Regions from separate parts of the Zea mays genome. Here regions 1, 3, 4 and 5 are each linked to region 2. Evidence: chromatin contacts called from public Hi-C data. All regions are on one chromosome and are shown on one strand. The core of a region is the stretch at or near the end of the contact, and the rest is flanking DNA. Distances in the headings are between cores, read along the strand shown.

Region 1 (2,700 bases), core at 189-2,688, 140 kb before region 2:
GCAGGTAAAAGATATAGTCTTCCTTATGCCAATTCATGGAGATTCATAGTTAATACCTTGCTGATAGAATCATCTGAATCCTCGGTGCAACATTTATGGCAATCCTCCACCAGCTCTGCACAGAACCAAAGTGTTGTTTAGATTTGAAACAATCATATGGCATAACGCATAAATAGCAGATGTGGAAATGAGTCCACCCCTAGTTTCTTTGCTGTGACTAATGGAGTCATGTAGCAACTGGAACAAAAGATATTGCAAGAAGCAACAAACAGAGCTGGCAAAATATATTCCTCCAAATTAAAGTGTTCAGTTGGTGACAATAAGGTTGTTTCCAGTCCATTCTGATGCAGGTAGCTTCAGCTCTTTGACTCTGTCTTCAAGACTAATATTGCTCGGCTTTTATAGAAGGCAGATTAAGGCCTCGCATCATCTGGATAACACGAGTTCAGAGTTCTATAGAGTATAGAGTGCTACTAGGGGGCTAACCCAAATAGTGAGGACAATGCATAACCAGCACCACCTGATCTACAATTTCTGAGCTAAGAGCAAAACCTAAAGTTTTTTAGTCCAATCAACATAGGTTCATAAAGCCTCCACTAATCCCAGAAATCCATTTCGCTGCCCGTTTCAAGTTTTATTAAAAGAAAAAAAAAACGAACCTCTCATCAGGACTGCAAAAAAAAAGAATCGTGGGGAAATCTGAAATCCATCAATGCTCAGTGAGCTAATCCTAAAGTTCTCTCGTGATTTAATACGATTCGTCAACTAGGTCGTGGTTGGTATGTCGTCTAAAAATCGCTCTCAACAGTAACCACCCTCAATAAGAAGGTTTGGCATTTAAAGTGATCCGATTTCTAAGCCTGCCTGCAAGATACGCAGCGAACGTCAAACCGCTCCTCGCAGATTCCACATCCGAGATGAGAAAGCTGACATATTCGGAATTTCGGATCCGAACGACCCCTCCCTGCTCCTACGGCTACGTGTTCCCGGTTGAGATCGGAAATCCAATCAGCACTCAGCAGCAGCGCACCGAGTGCGTGGTGTCGCGCGCCGGAGGGACGATCCGGGCGTACCTTGGTCCTTGACGAACTCGGAGAGCGCGTTGCAGTCGGAGCAGAGAGCGAGGCCGGTGAACCCCAGGTCCTCGCACTCCCTCGCCCCGAGCCGCTCGCCGCGGCAGAGGCCGGAGCAGCACACGAGGACCAGGGCGACGGCCGCCGCCGCCACGGGGAGATACGACCGATCCATATCTCCTCCCCCGCGCCCCCCGACTAGCGTGCTGCCTGGACTCCGGAGCTGCCGCAAGCACCACCACGACGACGACGACGACGACTAGAGGCAGGCCGGCCGTGCGGTTTCCGGCTTCCCCTGGTCTTTCGAGCCGTGAACAAGCGGCCTGCGGTCCGCGGCGTAGATGGGCCTTCTCTGTATGCAAGATGCAGATACGGTCGGGCCTCGATATGGTTCGGCCCAATTTTCCATTGCTCGCTGTTCAGGTCCAGTGCGGCCGCTCGGAACTGACTAGTAGAGTATCTCTATAGATTCTGAATTCTGAACTCTGAATCTGACTGAAGCCTGGAGCCCTGGACCATCACGATCTGTGTAGTGAAAATCTGAGAAAATTGAGTGCGTTTATTGTTCGTCGCCAATAGCACACCATGCCATCATGAACTCATCGATCACGAAAATCCAGCCAACATCACCACTCGTCCGTCAGTCATAGGGATGGCAATGGGTACCCGAAACCCGATGGGTAAAAACCCTATTAGAGCATGGATATGACAGATTTTGATATCCATAAGTATTTTATTAGGTCATTTGTTATGCCCATCGGGTACGGTGGGCGTAGGTATGTTCTCTGTTGCCCCATACTCGCTGTCCGATGGGGAACCCGCTAATATATTCAAATATTAAGTATTGTGTATTGAACAATTAGATTTGAAGGCATGATTTTGTCCACAATTTTATAGAATCAATGCTATGTTTTATGTGATTTGAAGGCATGATATTGCCATTTAATGTTGAATATTGTTGAACCTATGATAAAATTAGGTTGGGTTCGATACATTTGTTATGCTGGTACTTATTTTTGTGATTCAAATAATCATGTCTATCGTAATGTTAATGGGTATGAGTACCCGACGGGTACCCGCTACCCATGGTGGGTATGTGTATGGCGTAATTTTGTACCCACGATAGGTAGTGGGTATAGGTATAGGTCAATTTTTTTCTAGTGGGTATGAGTATGGCTTCGTATGTCCACCGGGTACCTTACCCACTGCCATCCCTAGTCAGTCGCACTGATCAGCTCGCGGCAACAAAGCACAGGCAGAACTGGGAGCACGGCATGTTCCGACCACCGTCCACATGGCTCGGCCCTTCTTCTTGGGCACGCACGCCGTGTTGCCATGTGATGCAGCGAAGAGGCTCCTGCTCCTGCTCCTGCGATGCACACGCTGTCCGCTGGCTGTAATCCATGCAGATGCAGGTGCAGGTGCGTGGGTTCAGACTTGAGAGCTGGAAGCCCACTGGTTTTGAACACCGTCCTTGGCACCACTGTACTACTAGCTTTGTTTAATCACGTCGGGTCGGCTAACCATAGATTAATATCGCCGTCGGTGTCCGGTGATTGCATCTCGTCTCATGATCGATGATGATTGATGAGAGAATGAGAGCTCGCGGTTTTCACGCGTCGGTCGG
Region 2 (2,700 bases), core at 59-2,558:
GCATCGGGCGTGACACTTTCGATGCATAGATATCACCTTTGCACAGATTTTAGATGACCTCACAACCACCACTACAAGAGCGGCCACATATGACAAAACACGGGCATCCTAGCTTCGCCTCCAACAAGGTGGACGGCACAGAAGCGCCATCAAAACCGGGGCTGACAGAAAGTCAAGAAAGGCTTTCGCCCATAACCAACGTGGTCGTCGCTGCACGGCCATCTGAACCTTTGGACACAAGTGTTGGCACAGAGGTCTAGGGTAGCCCGAGGGAAAGAAGTCGGCGATATAGAGGCCAAGAAAGCACTCAATCACAAAGATCTTACCGGAGGTCATGGAAATTAATACCTCGATGACAGATATGACACATAGATGAAATGACTGTCAGGAGACGGAGGTGGAACCCACGGGCTTAGCGGTGGGATATGATTGGAGAAGGGCGGTGGCGGGGGCCGTGGTCACTGGGAGGCGACAACGGAGGACAAAGAGAAGAAAAAAAGGTGTGGGCGGAGGGGAGTAGGAGGGCCTAGACTCAACTATACCAAGGACGATGACAGTGGTGGAGGTAGGTGGCAGCAGAGGTGTGAGGTGAAGAAGAAATAGTGGGAGGGGGGAGGTGGGTGGGCGCCGGACCATGACAGTTGTCTGGGGATAGAGAAGCCCACGGAGACGGCGGTGAGGATGGGGTGAGACGGAGCGCGAGGGAGTACTCCTTTTTAGATCACAAGAAGTTTGTTTGTATTTTAAAAAAAGTTTGAGCCAATTTAGAAAAAAGTAAAAATGACATGCATGTAAAGATCTTGAGCATTGTCCTGTGTAACGCACGGATATTAAAACATGGGAACTAAATTAGATCTTTTCCTCCGCCTTGTATAGCTTCTGCGGACTAGTTTTAAAACTCTATTTTTTCAAAAGATTTTATTTTTCTGAGTGAAAATAAACTAATTTCTCTTAAAATCCTTTAAAAAAAATAGGGTTTCCAAACTAGAAACTTTTTTTCCCTATCCCTCTAATCCTTTTTGTGCGAAGATGGCTCACAAAAATATAGGGAAACGCCCGTATGGGACAGAGCCCGCGTAGCTTGCTTGTATTTTCCACCTGTGACGAGTGGGACGAACAAAGAATTGTTTGGGTAGTCTCGAGGGACGAACAAGTACCTAGCGACGAGACGATTATTATCTAAAAACGTGATTCACGCACGAGCAGCATGCACTTGATTTTCTTGTATGTACCCATTTGACACAGATTGGCAGCATCTAGCAACTTTGGTGACATGCATGTGAAAGGTCCCCCAGCTTGCTGTGACAATGACATGGCCACGCCCACGCCCACGCCCACGCCCGCACAGCAGGTTGGAGAATATTATTGATCCATCCATCATCGACTCTGCGACGACGAAAGGATGCAATCATGCATCATGGGGATTGTTCATCCAACTAAAGTTTATTTCTATCATCTTCAATATCTGAATGTTAATTATAAATATTAAATATAGTATAATTATAAAACTTACAAGATAAAGACTAGAAAACAAATATTGCAAAAAAAACATTATTAAGACTATAATGATGTGGTACATGACATATATAGTTAGCATACATGAGAGCATAAGACGGTTCTCACTAGAGAACGGAGTACGTAGCTCCTTGGGACGACAATGTTTATAGTAAATTCGCGGTTCGGTCTATGTAAAGATCCATGATTCGACAACTGTTGTTTTGTTAGCTTTTTAGAGACCAGGCTTTTACTCGTTTATATTCTGGTATAGAAGTATAGAACTGAACTCTTTGCGATTGTTTGCATATGTCGCTGACGCTTTTTATTTTCGAGCTTGGTTATATAAGTGCTTGAGCGTTATGGCTTAGTTGTGCAGCGTTTCAGGACGGTAGAGAGATTGGAACTTTTGTTTGTATTATTTAGAAAAAAAAGTAAGAAAAATATAAATATCTACTATACTTCACCAGTTTCAACGGTCGTCCCGTGTCATATTTTTACAAATAACCCCTATGCCGGACCACCCCTCGGCCCATTTAATTAAATCAGCGTAAAATGTTAAAAAATAGTGCAGGAGGTGGGGTTTGAACATAGGCAACGACTGTTATGCAAGCAGTCATTCTGTGCAAGCGTGCAAGCAAACCATGTGATCCATTATATTACGATCCAACCACAGATATAATCATGGTTTGTTAGGGGTTTTTTATAAAGATTATTGAGCTGGTGATGGAAGGGTTTAAGTGTTAAATGTGACCTATGGTTGGATCACGATCTAATGGATCAGATGGTTTGGTTGCACGCTTGCACAGAAGGACTGCTTGCATAACAGTCGTTGCCTTGAACATATGCCCAAATAGAAGATGGACGGAAGACACTGGGTGAAGCTGTCTAACCAGTGAAACATCATGATCAAATGTTTTTAGTATTGAATATAAATTGTATATATGTATGTACTTTTTTTGTAAAATAAAAAATATAATCGTGTCAGACCTGGCCAACACTACAGGCCGAGACTACAGCCCAAGCACGGCATGACATTCTTGGCTCTTGCAAGCATTAGGTCGTTTCTGATACCACATTGACGCAAATGACTCCATTGTGTTTGAGGTTGTTGGATTGGATGGAGCAACAATGATTTGTCACACTAACAGTAAAATGAAAGGTTATTTGTTGGTTTTAAACGTTATTAATTGCTACAAAGTAGCG
Region 3 (2,700 bases), core at 117-2,616, 210 kb after region 2:
GCTATGGTAAAATCGACGAGGATTAAAAATTAATCCCCGTTGGCCTAGTTAATTCCCATCGGTTGGACCAGGCCGACGAGAATTAAGGCTTATCCCCGTCAGCCCACGTGGCCAGCAAAAGTTAAGGCCAATTCCCGTCGGTTGGACTAGGTCGACGGGAGTTAAGGCTTATCCCGTCGGCTAGTCCTTGGCCGACGGGAATTACTTATTCCCGTCAGCTAACGACGGGAATAAGTTTATCCTCGACACCTGATGGCCATCGGTTTGATGCCGACGGAAGTTAGCCAGTTACCGACGGGAATTAGTTATTCCCGTCGGTTTATAGGTTATTCCCGTCGGTTTTTAGCCGACGGGAATTAACTGGATTCCTGTAGTGAAAAGAGGGTTTTGTTGCCAATACCAGTAGTAACAATCGTGGAAGCGTGGAATAAATCTCTATCACTTTTGTTGCAAGGGATCTCCAAGTTTTCCCAGGGTCTCTCGGTTTGCTTCCATTTAAACCAATACCATCTTAGTCTCAGAGCCCTAGCGAATCGCTCTAGGTCTAGGATGCCCAGTCCCCCTAAGTCTTTTGGTGAACAGACTGTTGGCCAATTGACCAAGCAATAATGGCCACCATAAACGTTTTCTGGTTACATACCTTTACATAAGAAACTTCTTTGATATCGATCAATTTTTTTGATAAACCATTTTTGAATAGGGAAAATAGTGAGGTGATAAATAGGTTGCGCCGAAAGAACTGTCTTTATCAAAGTTTCGCGGCCTGCCGATGATAGGAGCTTCCCCTTCCATCCTTGAAGGCGACTTCCAATTCTGTCGATTAGGGGTTGGACATCGATGTGCAACAGAAGGCCTAGGTATAGAAACTTTGCAATCTTAACAGGGAAGCTTTGCTGGATTTTAGCTACCGTATTCTCTGAGCAGCGAATTGGAAAGATCTCAATTTTGTTCAGGTTGACCCTCAGCCCCGAGCAACACCCAAAGATATGAAGGAACCTCCTCAGACGTGTGAGCTCCTGCTGACTTGGATTTGCAAAAATAGCAGCAGCATCAGCATTGAGAGAGCATCCCAAACACAGTTGTCTTGATACAAGTTATAAGTCCAAAGCTTGGATAATTTTGCTAACTGTTGGTCAGACTTTACAATAACTCAAATTTTGTCTGGTGAACATATGCTTATCAAGGGAGTATAGTAGTTGAAACATGGTGACGTGATACACGTGGTTTTGGTTCTAAGAAAGATGCTCGACGTGAGATATATATAAACATATCTTCATGGGCCACCAGCTGTGTCTCCCGCTCTATAAATAGCTGGCCTGCTCGCTCGATCAGCCATCACCGACTCACACTCACACAGCAAATACCCCACAAGGCCACTCCAAAGACCTAGTAGTGGAACCGAAGATGTTCGGGAACATCGGAAAGATCCCCATCATCGGCGACCTGACGGGCAGCAACAAGAATGCGCACCTCAAGGGCAACGTGGTGCTCGTGCGCAAGACCGTGCTCGGCTTGGACGTCACCAGCATCGCCGGCTCCCTCCTCGACGGCATCGGCGAGTTCCTCGGCCGCGGCGTCACCTGCCAGCTTATCAGCTCCACCGTCGTCGACCCTAGTGAGCAGAGCACCCCTCCCTTCCTGCCTCCTCCTTGCCTTCTCAGCTCTCTTACATGCATCAGTAATGAAGAGGGAAAAAATGTCGTTTTCAAGAAAAGAAAAAAAAACAGAAAGCGACAAAATTAAATTATCTACGGATGGATGCTTGAGACGAACAATGAGGAAAACGACGGCAGATGAATCCACTTTAAATCTACTAGCACAGTAAACCGGATCCAGACAAAGAACGGACCGTGTTTTTTTAGCATAGCAGTAGTGCATTTCACACGTTGGTCGTCTGACGGCGACGCTGACCGGCGCGCGCGTGCACCGTGCAGACAACGGCAACCGCGGGAAGTTGGGCGCGGAGGCGAGCCTGGAGCAGTGGCTGCTGAACCCGCCGCCGCTTCTGTCCAGCGAGAACCAGTTCCGCGTCACCTTCGACTGGGAGGTGGAGAAGCAGGGCATCCCGGGCGCCATCATCGTCAAGAACAACCACGCCTCCGAGTTCTTCCTCAAGACCATCACCCTCAACGACGTCCCCGGCCACGGCACCATCGTCTTCGTCGCCAACTCATGGATCTACCCGCAGTCCAAGTACCGCTACAACCGCGTCTTCTTCTCCAACGACGTGAGTCGTTAGTAGCCCGTCCGTTGTCCATTGGCAAACCAACCTAGGAGCAGGGTCATCAGCTGGCATGAACACGCGCAATCTCCTTCTCTACGTACACAGACGTACCTCCCCAGCCAGATGCCGGCGGCGCTGAAGCCCTACCGCGACGACGAGCTCCGGAACCTGAGGGGCGACGACCAGCAGGGCCCGTACCAGGAGCACGACCGCGTCTACCGCTACGACGTCTACAACGACCTGGGCCTGCCTGACAGCGGGAACCCGCGCCCCGTCCTCGGCGGCACCAAGGAGCTCCCCTACCCGCGCCGCTGCCGCACCGGGCGGAAGCCCACCAAGAGCGGTACGTGCGTCGTCCCCGGCCGATCCATGCGTCCCCGTGCCACCCCCTCCCTCTCTGCTTTCGTTTCCCCCCTGTCCTAACCAACCAACGTTGGTACGACCGACATACAGACCCCAACAGCGAGAGCAGGCTC
Region 4 (2,700 bases), core at 88-2,587, 190 kb after region 2:
TAAAACTATTTAAAATACATTAAATCAATCATAAGAGGACTAAAATACCCTTAGCATTCTCCTGCCACTAGTGCAGTTGAAATAAAAGAGGAACAAAAAGTAGAATTTATATGGTTTAGGCTCTTTTAATCACCCCTTGAGGGACTAGAGACTAAAACAGTTTAGTCCCTATTTTAATCCCACCGTTTATCAATTTAGAGACTAAATAAGACTAAAATAGATGGATTAGTCCCTTAAACCAAACGAGGCCTAAACTTTACTCCCTGTACTAAGACTGTCTCCAGCAACGTCCTCTAAAATTTATCCTCTAAAGTAATATTCTCTGTCCTTTACAGAACACTCTAAAGGATTCCATCCTCTATATCTTCATCGACTCCAGCAGCGTCCTCTAAAATTCATCCTCTATATCTCATCCACTTTAATATGCCAACTTAACAAATTGAATATATTATTTTACTAAATCAGAACCGTCGTTTTTTTGCTTCGCAACGTCCGGAGCATTTCGTCGAGAACCTTGCACGCGATATCCCACCACCTTGGCCATGGCTACAATTTGGACCACCTCCTGCTGCTGCTGGCTCAACTATCCGCGCATGGGTACAGTTAGGAGCACCTGCTGCTGCTGCGCGGGGTCGTAGGCATGGGTGCCGCTGCTGGCTCAACTGTGTGGACGTTGCTCGGAGACGAGGACACCCATGTGCGCCGATGGATAGCGGGTGAACAGCAAAACACTAGATTTAGCGGTGGTCGGACAGACGCTATATTTTAGCGAATCTTTTACCGTTTCTTGCTAGGGCGGTAGCGAACGACGAAAAACTCTATATATAAAGTTGTGGATCATTTAGTGTCTCTTGCTGGAGACAACCTAAGGAATCAAACGGCCCCTTACTTCAAATCCAAAGTAACCATCACATTCATGGGCCGCCATATTTGTACCCCACATACACCCCACCCCACTAGACTAGTCTAGCAGACTAGCATTAAGAAGACTGATAAAGTTGCTCACACATTACCTATAGCTGTCATAAAGATGTCTTAAATTATTTTTACATTCGATCAAATGTCTAGAAACTAGCACGAATATTTATGACATAAGAGTATCTAAAAATATATCTAATGATAATTCGGTATCATAAATTTTAGCAATAATTCGGTGATAGCAATCTTTTATATAAGTTTGATTGCACACAAAAATATTTAATCTAAAACAACTCTGAAATTAAGGATTCATTTGAGTACAGGATGGTGCTTTACCCGAGACACTTGCTCATTCATTGATTGATCAGCGTGGGCCACAGTTCCAGCCCATGCAGCGGCAACACGTAGCCGCGTACTCGTGGAACACGAACTGGCCATTATTATCTGCCCACGCTGGCAAAATTGTCTGTAGTAGACATGAGCGCCTCTAACTTGTCGTTGTCTGAAACGACAAAAGTTTGCAATAATGATGAGATGGCAAGGGAACTAAATACAGTAATCTGTAAGAGGTGTACAGTAGATGATAGATTCATAAAAAAAAATAAAGTTTACTAAAAGGTTAAAGGGTAATTTGATGCGGTGGAACTAGAGATGTCCAAACGGGTGGGCCGTGCCGGCCCGGCACGGGCCCGCCTTTGGCCCGGCACGTTTCGGCCCGGCACGTTTCGGCCCGTTAGGTTGACGGGCCGTGCCGGGCTAGGCCACCGTGCCACATCCTAGGCCCAAGCACGGCCCGCACATAGCCGTGCCGTGCCGGGCCGGCCCGCAGCCCGTTAAGGCCCGCCGTGCTTTGACCGGGTGGGAAGAAAAATAAGTAAAAAAAAAGACTAAAAACAAACTTTGCTAGGATTTGAACCTTGGTTGGAGGGTTTAAAATGCTTAGTTGCACCACTCTAGCCAACTAAACCAAACTTATTTTGTATCTAAACTATTAAAATTGCTTATAATATACAAATAAATGCACTGGAAAATAAAATAAAAAACCGGGCCGTGCTCGGGCCAGCACGGCGTGCCACGGCAGCGGCCCAAGCCCGGCCCGACTAACGGGCCGTGCCGGCCCGGGCCCGTCAACCACCGGGCCGTGCCGTGTTCGTGACGGGCCAAAATCGTGCCGTGCCACGGGCCGCCCGACGGGCACGGCCCATTTGGACATCTCTAGGTGGAACTATGTTTAGAAATTAAAAACATGTAAAACAATCCATAACGGACCGAGAAAAATTAGTTTGCCTATTTACTATCTTCTGTCGATTCTTAACTGATGCTCGTTGCCTCGTTGGAGATGGAAATTATTAAATCATCGACGACCAACAGAAAATACATATCTTTTGTTAGCTATACGCAACCGACATAAATTACCTCCGGTCATGCTAACTTTCATCGGCTTGCGCCTCACAGAAGGAAAATAGCTAACTTAGATCGGCTAATAACCCAGTCGACGGAAGTTAGCTCTAGTCGCACTAACTTTCGCTCGCCAATTTAACTGACCTAAATTAATGGCTTGCACCAGTAATAAAATATGGTTTTATTTATTTCCCATAAAAATCATATAAAATTTCATTCATACACAACACACAAAATGGCACAATTACCACTTTATTTACAACTCAACAAACAACATTGGCATAAACAACCACATAAATATTCATAATTCAAATGTCTTACCACACACATCTCACAACTATTTTCTCACATCACATATAAATACCCATACTTCAAGCCAAA
Region 5 (2,700 bases), core at 78-2,577, 150 kb after region 2:
AGTTCCATCCAAAAGCCACTAAAAGCAGGTCCAGGGGTGCTTTCAGTTTTGCACTACGAGAAAGTCGGCTTTTAGAAAAAGCTGCTTCCTGGATCCAGCCCTTTGGTTGGCGTTTGGCTTTTAGGGGGCAAAAGCCAAAGCCAAAAGCCAAACCAAACACACCCTTATCAATTCGTAGTTGAGAGAGAGGGAGTAGTCGGATGGGACTGGAGGTTGATCCCCCAGATGGAGGCCAAGCACCCGTACGTGTATGTCTGGTGCCCCGCAACTCTCCTGTTCATAGGGGTGAAAAAGGTCGAAAACGATTGGTAAACACTAAAACATTTTTATTTTCATATTTTTTTTCCAGAAACGAGATTTAAAACAGTAACTCTGGAAACGAAAACAACATCGATAATTCGGAAACATCTGAAATGAAAGTTCAGTATGAAAATTACACGATTATGATGGTAAAAACGGTAACATGTACCATCAATTGACTTCAAAAATTCACGCAAGTCATACATTTATATAAAATTAGTAATAATATATAAGGTAGGAGGTCACAATAAATATATAAGGCAAGAAGTCATACAATAATAAAATCATTATTATGTATCTAAATAAAGTAAAATCAAGATGTGTATAATGATGACACTTACATTGTAATTGTACTCCTACTACTTGACATAGTCAATATAATTAGTGTTCTCTTGGTCCTTCTTAAGTTCTCGTGCAAATTTTGAATATATGTATCAAAAGTAATAACATGTAAGAAAACATAAAAAAGATTTAATAAAAGTTTTTAAGTAGTTCTAAACTATATACTATTAGATAGATCTTGATTTTAGGAAATTAATACAATTAGTGTCATATTTTTATAAGCTAAAATGAATCTATTATGAATTTATAAAGATTAGTTCAGATTTAATATTTTCTGAAAAACACCGTATTTATTACCGATAAATACAGATAATAAAATACCGATTAAAATGATAATTTTTGGAACGGTCGGAACAGACCTGAATCATTTCAGTTTCTAATTCGGATTTTTTTTAACCATTTCTATTTATATTTAGACTTAAATTTTGATAAAACTTTATAAACGATTCCGGTATAAAAAATTATCGTTTCCGTTTTCACGCATGTTCATCGCGTGATGGTGTATACGGTGTGGATACTCCGAAACGTACACGTACTAGGGACATGGCAGCAACCAAAGATAATCAAAGATATTCTCAACGATTTTCGGGAACGTGGATCTCGCTGCGGCGGCATGGCAAGAACCTCTAGCGACGTGTCCGGGAAATGATTGGCCGGAAGTAAGGACTTGGGCGTACGTCCCAACACAGAACTCGTGCGCCGCATGGGGAAATGGCAGCAAGCACGTTCGCTCCGATCCGCACCTTCTGTGCAACAGATACCCAAAGATTGGACGCTAGGACCGTGAAATTTGCAGCTCATTTTTTTTTACCTGCAATCAACTGCTCTCCAGGCCGACTCGACTCTCAATATATATCCATCGTATCAGTTGATGAGTTGATTTCGAGATGGAAGACAATAAACTACTGGAAAAGTAAATCTAAATTTAACATTCACTCCGTACATATGTTATAACTAGGTAGTTGCCCGTACGATGTCACGGAACACAAATTGCGAGTCTCCAATAGACTTAGAGCCCTGACGACATGCGGCGTGAATACAAATTACGTGTGGTAGGGTTTAGAATGTATAAAATGACGGTTTTCTATTATCGCAACGAGTCGGCTGATACCATATTTACGTTGATTTTGGACGATTTTGACTAAACTGGTACTTATAGAAGCGAGCTGAAAAGCTGAGCGTTTGACTGTCTGTAGCAGCTTTTGTTGGTCACAAGCTGAAAAAGGTTGAAACAAACAGATCATTGTAGCGCTAAATTGATTCTCTTCGAATGTGCCGAATGTGCGTTCAATAAACGTGTGATACTTACTCCAGGACTAAGAGTGCCTTAATTAACCATTCACGGAGTAGCTGCACAGTCGCCTTTTTTGTTCAACTTTTTTCTCATGATCCTTTTCAGAATCTAGCTGCAGTGAGAATTTAGTTATGAAGTGGTTCCTAATGCGAGAGTGTATTGGTGAAGTGGTTCCTGATGCAAGAGTCGAAGTTACTCAAGGACTGGTACCGACATCAATGGAAGGAATGAAGTGGTGACTGGACAATATTTATTTCTAAGAAACTATACAATAGTTCAAGACAAACTCAACAATAGTTACTGATAAACAGAAAAATAGTTCATGAGATTGAACAATAGTTCCTAAGAAACTGAAGAATAGGTCCTGGGAAACTATACAATAGTTCATGAGAAAATAATCTCTAGTTCCTGAGAAACTTAAAAATAGTTCAGTTGAGACTGAACAAAAGTTCTCGAGAAACTGAAGAATAGTTCCCGAGAAACTATAAATAGCCTCAGTAGTACACAAACTTAGCCATTTAGAGCCACAATATAGATAGATTGCTAGTACCTCATTCACAAAAAGCAGGTTTCTCTTAAACATATGCTTTTTAGCCACAACAAGCACACGTACATAGATTTAGCTCTCTGTAGTACAAGTGCAATGCATTACCTCATCACTACACTTAATACAAAAGGAACTACAGTGTGTACGCCGCGGAACTGATTTCAGATTCATAAGTAAATACAGAAGGAAAAAAATACAGAACAATGTGGGTGTGCAT

Evidence for each region. A called contact is a pair of places that touch in the nucleus more often than the background predicts.
Region 1: a Hi-C map of leaf shows a contact between it and region 2, with 3 times the contacts expected there. The contact joins the promoter of LOC100282317 here to the enhancer-like site in region 2. A contact is called at or near these places in 8 of 25 Hi-C or Micro-C datasets (bundle sheath, ear, leaf and 3 more).
Region 3: a contact with region 2 is called in a Hi-C map of leaf, with 6 times the contacts expected there. The contact joins the promoter of lox1 here to the enhancer-like site in region 2. A contact is called at or near these places in 6 of 25 Hi-C or Micro-C datasets (bundle sheath, leaf and root tip) and 1 of 3 datasets of contacts at active chromatin or transcription factors (leaf).
Region 4: a Hi-C map of tassel shows a contact between it and region 2, with 2.3 times the contacts expected there. The contact joins two enhancer-like sites. A contact is called at or near these places in 3 of 25 Hi-C or Micro-C datasets (leaf and tassel).
Region 5: a Hi-C map of root tip shows a contact between it and region 2, with 3 times the contacts expected there. The contact joins two enhancer-like sites. A contact is called at or near these places in 6 of 25 Hi-C or Micro-C datasets (bundle sheath, ear, leaf and 3 more).

The regions. Positions count from the first base shown.
Region 1 is chr3:173,089,759-173,092,458 of Zm-B73-REFERENCE-NAM-5.0, forward strand. It overlaps LOC100282317, which reads right to left and starts at 1,439. Exons shown (of 4, transcript NM_001351129.1): 1 at 1,074-1,439; 2 at 57-115. The coding sequence starts at 1,248.
Region 2 is chr3:173,225,418-173,228,117 of Zm-B73-REFERENCE-NAM-5.0, forward strand. No RefSeq gene overlaps it. Among protein-coding and RNA genes, the nearest start is that of lox2, 70 kb to the right of the region's middle. Within about 2 kb of position 1,309, at least 14 of the 20 cell types and tissues checked have an H3K27ac peak or open chromatin away from gene starts, as enhancers often do. A contact at or near this core is called in bundle sheath, ear, leaf and 2 more, where this site is marked.
Region 3 is chr3:173,439,444-173,442,143 of Zm-B73-REFERENCE-NAM-5.0, forward strand. lox1 (linoleate 9S-lipoxygenase1) reads left to right here and starts at 1,367. Exons shown (of 7, transcript NM_001111533.2): 1 at 1,367-1,615; 2 at 1,935-2,227; 3 at 2,330-2,567; 4 at 2,678-2,700. The coding sequence starts at 1,405.
Region 4 is chr3:173,420,279-173,422,978 of Zm-B73-REFERENCE-NAM-5.0, forward strand. No RefSeq gene overlaps it. Among protein-coding and RNA genes, the nearest start is that of lox1, 19 kb to the right of the region's middle. Within about 2 kb of position 1,338, at least 17 of the 20 cell types and tissues checked have an H3K27ac peak or open chromatin away from gene starts, as enhancers often do. A contact at or near this core is called in leaf and tassel, where this site is marked.
Region 5 is chr3:173,376,189-173,378,888 of Zm-B73-REFERENCE-NAM-5.0, forward strand. No RefSeq gene overlaps it. Among protein-coding and RNA genes, the nearest start is that of lox1, 63 kb to the right of the region's middle. Within about 2 kb of position 1,328, at least 12 of the 20 cell types and tissues checked have an H3K27ac peak or open chromatin away from gene starts, as enhancers often do. A contact at or near this core is called in ear, root tip and tassel, where this site is marked.